Linked DNA regions of Mus musculus: region 2 is linked to region 1. A link is a contact called in public Hi-C data. All regions are on one chromosome and are shown on one strand. Each heading gives the region's core, a stretch centred on a gene start, on an enhancer-like site or on the middle of the called end of the contact. The rest is flanking DNA. Distances are from core to core; before and after follow the strand shown.

Region 1 (3,644 bases), core at 851-3,350:
CTCCTTTAAATGATACCACCAATGCTGTCTGGATGCTGCCAGTCCATAATACTTCACCCAACACAATGGTCAAAACCCCATGAGAATCTGTGTTGGAGAATCAAAACAGGATGATGTCATTGATGTAATATATCAAGTCATGGAGAAGCTGCAGTCAATGATGCTTAGAAAAAAATATATAACCCACCAGCAATAGCTTTCTTTGTACTCAGGATGTCCTGGTGAACAACAATGAAAGAGCCATTGGTAATCAACTTTCACACAAATTATGAAATCAGATATAATTTTTGGCACCAATAGTAAAGAAATGTTTGACTTCTTTATAATGTAATAGGTGTGATGTGAGATTGTTCTAACATACATCTTGGTGGTTAGCCTGTGTGAAAGTATTTATGGAAGTTTCTAGAATTGTAACTATTTTTTTCTTCACTAAGATAATACACTAACACCAATATTTGATATCTGCTTCAGCCAAAGATATAGAAAAAGTAGAAAAGGTTTCACACCCATGCTGGCTATAAAATTAATGAATTAATTCAAGAATAAGAATGAAAGCCATGCATTTTTCTGAGGGTAATGGAAATAAGAACAAAAGTAAAAAATGAGTAACTATGAAATCGTGGACGGGGAAGTCCCTCCAAGGAAGGAAGGCAATTGAACTGACACCCTGTGTCAGAGTACTGAGAGAACATTGGCCACTTGACACTTCAGCAACAGCATTAAACACAGGGTGAGTAGCTCTTATGTTAGAGGCTTAGGGAGAAATGGCTCAGAATCCAAGTTATTTTAGATTTTGAGATAGTAAGTGTATGCATATTGAAATTCAAGATTTAACAAATAATTCGGTAGGTTAAATACATATTATGCATATAGTAAAATACATGAATATATTATATGAAATTCTTAATGAATTATTACAAAATATTTTATTACATAAAAAATATGCATCTTGAAGCCTGGAGAGGTGGCTCAGCCGCTGACAGATGTCTGCTTGCTCTGGCAGATGACCTGAGCAGGTGCCCAGCACTGACTTCAGGTGGCTCACATTTCCCTGTAACTCCAGTTCTAGGGATCTCTGGACTTCCGGAATACCAGCACTCACTTGCACAACACTAACAAACATGTGTGCACTCTTATAAATAAAAACAGCATAACCGAAATAAAATAAATATCTTTGTAAATATTGTCTTCAAAATACACAGACAGAAGACAAAGATGGAGAGAGAGAGAGAGAGAGAGAGAGAGAGAGAGAGAGAGAGAGAGAGAGAGAGAGAGAGTCTCAATTCTAGTTGAAGAAGTTAGCATTTTTCTTTCAGAACTCAAGAAGACCTGAGCAGGGCTATCACCCACTTAGCCTAATTACAATGCAAAGAACTCTCTGTGCAACTGCATAGAAAACTTCCACCTGTATTTGCATAATTCAGATGAGGACACATCTACCATCAAATTAATAAATAGTGACAGGGACTTAAAAGTAATGGTGAGGGGTTAAGAGTGCTTATTGCTTTTGCAGAAGACCCTAGTTTGATTCTTTACACCTACACAGAGGCTGGCAACCACCTGTAACTTTAGTTCCAGGGGATCTAATGCCTTCTTCTGGCCTTCAAGGGCATTGTACATATGTCCCCTCTCTTACACACACACACACACACACACACACACACACACACACACACACACACACACACACACACAAAGAGAGAGAGAAAGAGAGACACAGAGAGAGACAGAGAGACTGAGAGAGAGACAGAGAGAGAGAGAGACAGAGAGACTGAGAGACAGAGAGACAGAGAGAGAGAAGTAAAAATAAATCTTTATAAAATACAGTGAGAGAATTCCAAGCATCTGTATATGTCTGTTCAGGTTGACTCTGGTCGTTCTTGAGACTGTCCTGTAAGCCTCTGTCTCTGTCTGCCAGACAACATCTGTGCTACCACCAGGGAAGCTGTGGCAACTCTTAGCAGTTCCTACAGATGAGAAAGAACATGAATCCCAAAGGAGCTGAGATAACTATGTAGCAACCATTGTTGATATAAAATATCAGATTCCAAACCTCATGATACTGTTATGAGGAATGTGTATGCATCACCACAGACACCAGCTCAGGCTAGGATACGTGCTTTTCTCTTTTGCTGCCATGTTCTTCCCCTATGCACAGACCCACAAGCTATTACAAATCTCCAACAAAAACACGTAATTGTGCCAACAAGATGTCTCACATGCACGTCTGGCAGGCTGAGCTTGAATTTCACAACCACATGAAGGTAGAAGCAGCAAACTGACCCCCACAAGGTTGTCCTGTGACCTCTACATGTATACTGGTGTACAACATATATGCATGCTCACACACACACACACACACACACACACACACACACTGATAATACATACAATTTTAAAACTACAGTTAAGTCATTTCCTCAAACCGTGCTTCTTGGGATAACTAGGGATTAAAAGCATATTTTCCTTTTGATCGCCAGCTTTATATTGTTTGTTACTATTATGGAGGATGATTTTGAGAGACAATCATTTCCTTGTAAGAGAAAACTCATTTCATAATAATTGCATGTGAGAGTCACTGGAGAAAGCCAGGAGAAGTGTAATTTTTTTATGACCTCCCAAAGTCATGCCACAGTCTAGAATGGCAGGCTTGCTCATTAAGTTCAGAGATCAGTTCATAATTCCCTAACACACAATGTTTCCTCTCCACTCTGAATAATCAGGAAGGCACACCCTTGTTTGCCGTTTAGATCTTATCTTTCCCTCTGTGGCTTACTTAGTCTTTTTGTGACATAAAACTTGGGTGCCTGGGCTCAGCCCTACATTTCATACCCTGCTTATCAGACACAGGCAAGCGCTGCTGTGAGGGATTTTGTTCTGTAAACTTCAGTCTGTTTGTGGGTTATCGAGCTTAGCAGAGTTTGGCTAGGTGGAAATAGTTAAATTAGCAGGCATTAGCCGGAGTCTACTGTTTTTCTGTTCCCCAGTAATTGTTCCTATGCTTGCTCTAGGCACTTTAGAAAACAAATTCTCTAAAGTTGTTTCAAAAATAAACAATGACGCACATATATACATACAAATATATATATGTATGTATACATATGTATTCCTCTGACATACAAACATAAATGGCTATTAAGCAGATTCCACAGACCTTTGTGTTAGGTAAAGGGTTCATCTGCATCTTAGAGTTTGGCAGCTACCATAATGTTTCCTTTGAACTATTGTAACATTTATATTCTTACCAAACTTCAGGAAACAGTTCACTGTCGCTATGCCCTGTCTTTCATGTGTGACAACAGAGCCTCTAGTATCAAAGGCCAAATTTAATCTGCAGTAAAAATCCTATCTTTACTGAAGATTTGTTCTTGAGTTGCAAGTTTATTGAGAAATAATTACCATTGGGCGACAGAGGAAGGATGTGATAATCCGGGGTCTGCCTGGTTGAGTGGCTTACAAACATTCCAGGCAGCTAAGAAACTGTCTCAAAACAAAAAGCAAATAATCACTGGACACAGCTGAGTGGCCTAGCACTTGCTGAGTATGTGCAAGGTTCTGGGTTCCACTCTTACCGCAGTACAGGGGGAGACACTCTTATTAAGGGTAAAACAGACAAGCTGAGGTTTGATGCTCAAGGTTTAGTG
Region 2 (3,644 bases), core at 428-2,927, 270 kb before region 1:
TCAGGTAAGTTGATTAAACGATGTTGCACTCACGTTAAATAGTTTCAGGTGAGAACACTTTTTTGTTTTCTATAATTTACACGTGAGTGCCTCTTAAGTGCTTAGAAAGTTCTCTGAAGGCCTGTAGAAGCAGACATCCCATGGCCTCTTCTAACCCCAGCCTGAGACATTCATTCTCTAAGACATCTAATTTTTGCTGTAGAAATTCAGGATGTCTTGGGCAAAGTCTGATAAGTTGATCACTCTATTAACAAGTGTGTTTTGTGAAAGGGTGGTTGAAAATCTGGCCTGGTTTAAGCAAACCGTATCAGATTTAGCTGAGTACTACAGTATTATATATGTCTATCAGCATAGTTGTATATAGACCATCCCAAATTATCCTGTCTTGATGCTTGCAAGTTATTGAAAGGGATATTGGAGCCTCTTTGAGTTCTAGGAATTTCTGTAAGAAAAAAATTAATATTTTAATTTATCATAAATAGTGAAAAATATTGTTTTTAATTAAGGGAGAAAAACCAAACCCATCCACTATATGTCTGTGTATTGTTTTTCTGCCAAAACTATTGAGATTAATAATTTCTAAGATGCTTCTAGAGATGGCATCCTATAGTCTCTTGCTCTTATAAAATTGGTGCTGCTCGAAGACAAAAGGAATTTCAGAGTGGAGACTAGCGTACAAAGGGTTAAGTGGGAGGGTAGCTATGCTGCCATTTTAGGAGACCATTTAAACCAACTAAGTACACTGACTACTGCTATTGTTTATTTTCTTTCTAGTCTAGGGATTTTTTTCCCCCTTTTTAATCTGCCAGAAGGGAACCTTCAGGATTTGAGCCTGAACGTTGTTCCTCAGACTTGAATTTATTTTTTAATTACGGTTAAAATAAAAATAAATGTTCGCTCTTTTGGAGACATGCAAGTTTGGGGAGATAAAAAAAGCAAGAGAGAGAGAGAGAGAGAGACTTCCTCATCTGAAAAGATTTAATGCTAATCTGTGCTGTAAAAGAGAGTTTTGAAAAATATAAAACAAAAAGCTTTCAATGTGGTCAAAGACCAATGTAAAGTGATATATTTCAGACCGGAGGGATGGTGTAACTTATCCCTGTCACAGTTGCCTGTTTATTGTGTTTGTCTGGTTGGCCTGGCAACCAGCTCATAGCTTTGCACTCATTTTATAATGTTCCTGTAAATGTTAGGTAGGTCTGGATTTATTATACACTGTCAACACCTAAAATGGAACCCACTGCTTAACGCAGTTCATTTGGCTTCATGCCCCTGCCTCTTAAAAAAAAAAAAAAGTGTGTGTGTGTGTGTGTGTGTGTGTGTGTGTGTGTATGTCTGTTAAGGAAAAAAAAATCCTGTAGTGAATCCAAAAGAAACGTAACCTAGACAAAACTAGTAGTTGGGTGGTACAGGCAATGTCAAAGGATCATTTGAGTTCTGTAGTGAGCTGTTGTGTTGTTGGGTGGGAACTTGTGACTCACAGTATTTGTGACTTGGATTTAGAGGGACAGAGTACCAAGAACCATATTTATTGCTGAATTTATCATCCCCAAAGAAACCAGATGGCAATCAGCGTTGTTCAGAAAGGCTGCGGAGCCACCAGGGAATGAATCATAAGGCTATTAGAAGCTGGATGGATTTTTCTCCTTCTTATTAACAGGCTTATTTCATCCGCCTACTGTATGACCAAGCAAGTTTGATGGAGTCCCAAAAGATAGCAACCCAGAGATGTTATTCAGAGAGACTACTGAGATAGCTGAAGCATTAAGAGGAAATGGATTCAGAGTGCCAAAGTGCTTCAGAAATATTAAAGGGAAATGTGAGACGCTGGTCATAACCAGTGCATGGGAAGTCAGCAAAGCAATAATGACAATAGCAGACGGGTCCCTCTGCTGCCTGGTGCTCTGTCAGTCACACTCTAAGCCTGTTCGGCCAAAACCCTGCTGGAGGCATAAATGACGATCAGTCAGGATGCTCCTTTGTCTAGCCCGCTGGTCAGAATCAGTGAAAGAGTCATTAAGTCCTGCTCTCTATTAACTATGTCAGATGAGCAAGGTCATCCTTCTGACAGGTCACTGTGTATCACAAACCTGATGATTGAGTGACTCGGAAAAAAATAAAATGGTTTTCAGAAACTGTGGCATCCACTTCTAAGCTCTGCTTAAACCAATGTTCTAGCTTCTTCCTTAGTTGTTTATCTTTGCAGTATTAAAAAGAAACTGAAACCCAGGGAAAAGATTCTAATGAGATAAGGCACTATCAGCATGACGTTTGGAAGTGAAGCTTCTGTGTGTTCAGTGTCATGACTTAAATAATTACTATAATCATAGAGATTATACATTATGTCATGGTGGTGAACTTGTAAATAGATCATACTACCAAATCTTAATCCCTTTAGATCCAACTTGCATTTCATGGAATTAATCACTAAAGGCAATCATACATGCAAGGGATTTTGCTATGTATTTTTTATATGTTTTGTAAGGTTTCCAGCATGTATCATCAATATATATATATATATATATATATATATATATATATATACATACACACACACAAACACACACACACACACACACACACACACACACACACATATATATATATATATATATATATATATATATATATTAGTAATGCCGGTTGATATGGAAGTTGACATGAAAGCAGGGGATTTGACTGTGGAAATAAAGAAGTGTTTCTCGTGTCACGGGAATGCTAGCACACAGAAGGGTCCTATCAACAACAATAGAATGAATGAGCACCTAAAGTAAACTTCAGCAGAATAACAACTTATAAATAGGTGATCGTCATTACACAACAGTTAGTTTCCATCCATGCCAATTCAATCACATCAATTTCCACATTAAAATCGAAATGCCTCTTTGTGTTCCTGCACATTGACCTCTGACACTTCCCTTCCATGTTTCCCACTGTTGGGTTGGTCTTATTCCATTCTCCATCTGCCTGGAGCTCTGTATTGCTCAATGTCTCCATCTCCTCAGGTTGCTCTGTATCCACACCCACATCATCTGTCCAAGGAAGCCCACTACTGACCCTCAGTTGCTGAAGTGCAACTCCCTCTATCCATTCCTCTACCTCTTTTTCATCCTCCTTTTCATTCACATCGGTATCTTTTAGCACCCCATTTAACCGTTATTATAATGTATTGCCCGTTTCCTCTCTGTTACTGCTTCAGGGTTCTGTTTTCAACTTCTGGAATAGTACCTAGTGTCCAATAAGTAATTAAAGATAATTTTTATAATTGTGCATGCGTGTGTGTGTGTGTGTGTGTGTTTGCATGTTTGCCAGTGTGTATGTATCAGGACCATATAAATACAGGAGAGGGAAAGAGGGAGTTTGATCTGTTGGAAGTGGAGTTACCAGCAGTTGGGAGCTGACTGATGTAAGTGGTAGGAACCAAATCCTGGTTGTCAGCAAGAGCAGCAAGTGCTCTTAACCACTGAACCATCTCTGCCGTACTGTGTGTTAGTGTGTGTGTGTGTGTGTGTGTGTGTGTGTGTGTGTGTGTCTATGTCTGTGTGTCTGTGTGTGTGTTCTTTAAAACATGCTACAAGCATTCATAGTATAGGACAAAACAGTATTAAAGCAAAAAGGTACCATCCAAAGTAGAGTTCTTTAAC

What was found. A called contact is a pair of places that touch in the nucleus more often than the background predicts.
Region 2: a contact with region 1 is called in a Hi-C map of adipose-derived mesenchymal stem cells, with 1.9 times the contacts expected there. The contact joins two enhancer-like sites. A contact is called at or near these places in 2 of 484 Hi-C or Micro-C datasets (the C2C12 cell line and adipose-derived mesenchymal stem cells) and 1 of 115 datasets of contacts at active chromatin or transcription factors (fibro-adipogenic progenitors).

Annotation. Positions count from the first base shown.
Region 1 is chr11:111,687,082-111,690,725 of GRCm38.p6, reverse strand. No RefSeq gene overlaps it. Among named protein-coding and RNA genes, the nearest start is that of Gm30219, 30 kb to the right of the region's middle. Within about 2 kb of position 2,100, at least 58 of the 459 cell types and tissues checked have an H3K27ac peak or open chromatin away from gene starts, as enhancers often do. A contact at or near this core is called in the C2C12 cell line and adipose-derived mesenchymal stem cells, where this site is marked.
Region 2 is chr11:111,959,539-111,963,182 of GRCm38.p6, reverse strand. No RefSeq gene overlaps it. Among named protein-coding and RNA genes, the nearest start is that of Gm30337, 160 kb to the right of the region's middle. Within about 2 kb of position 1,677, at least 38 of the 459 cell types and tissues checked have an H3K27ac peak or open chromatin away from gene starts, as enhancers often do. A contact at or near this core is called in the C2C12 cell line and adipose-derived mesenchymal stem cells, where this site is marked.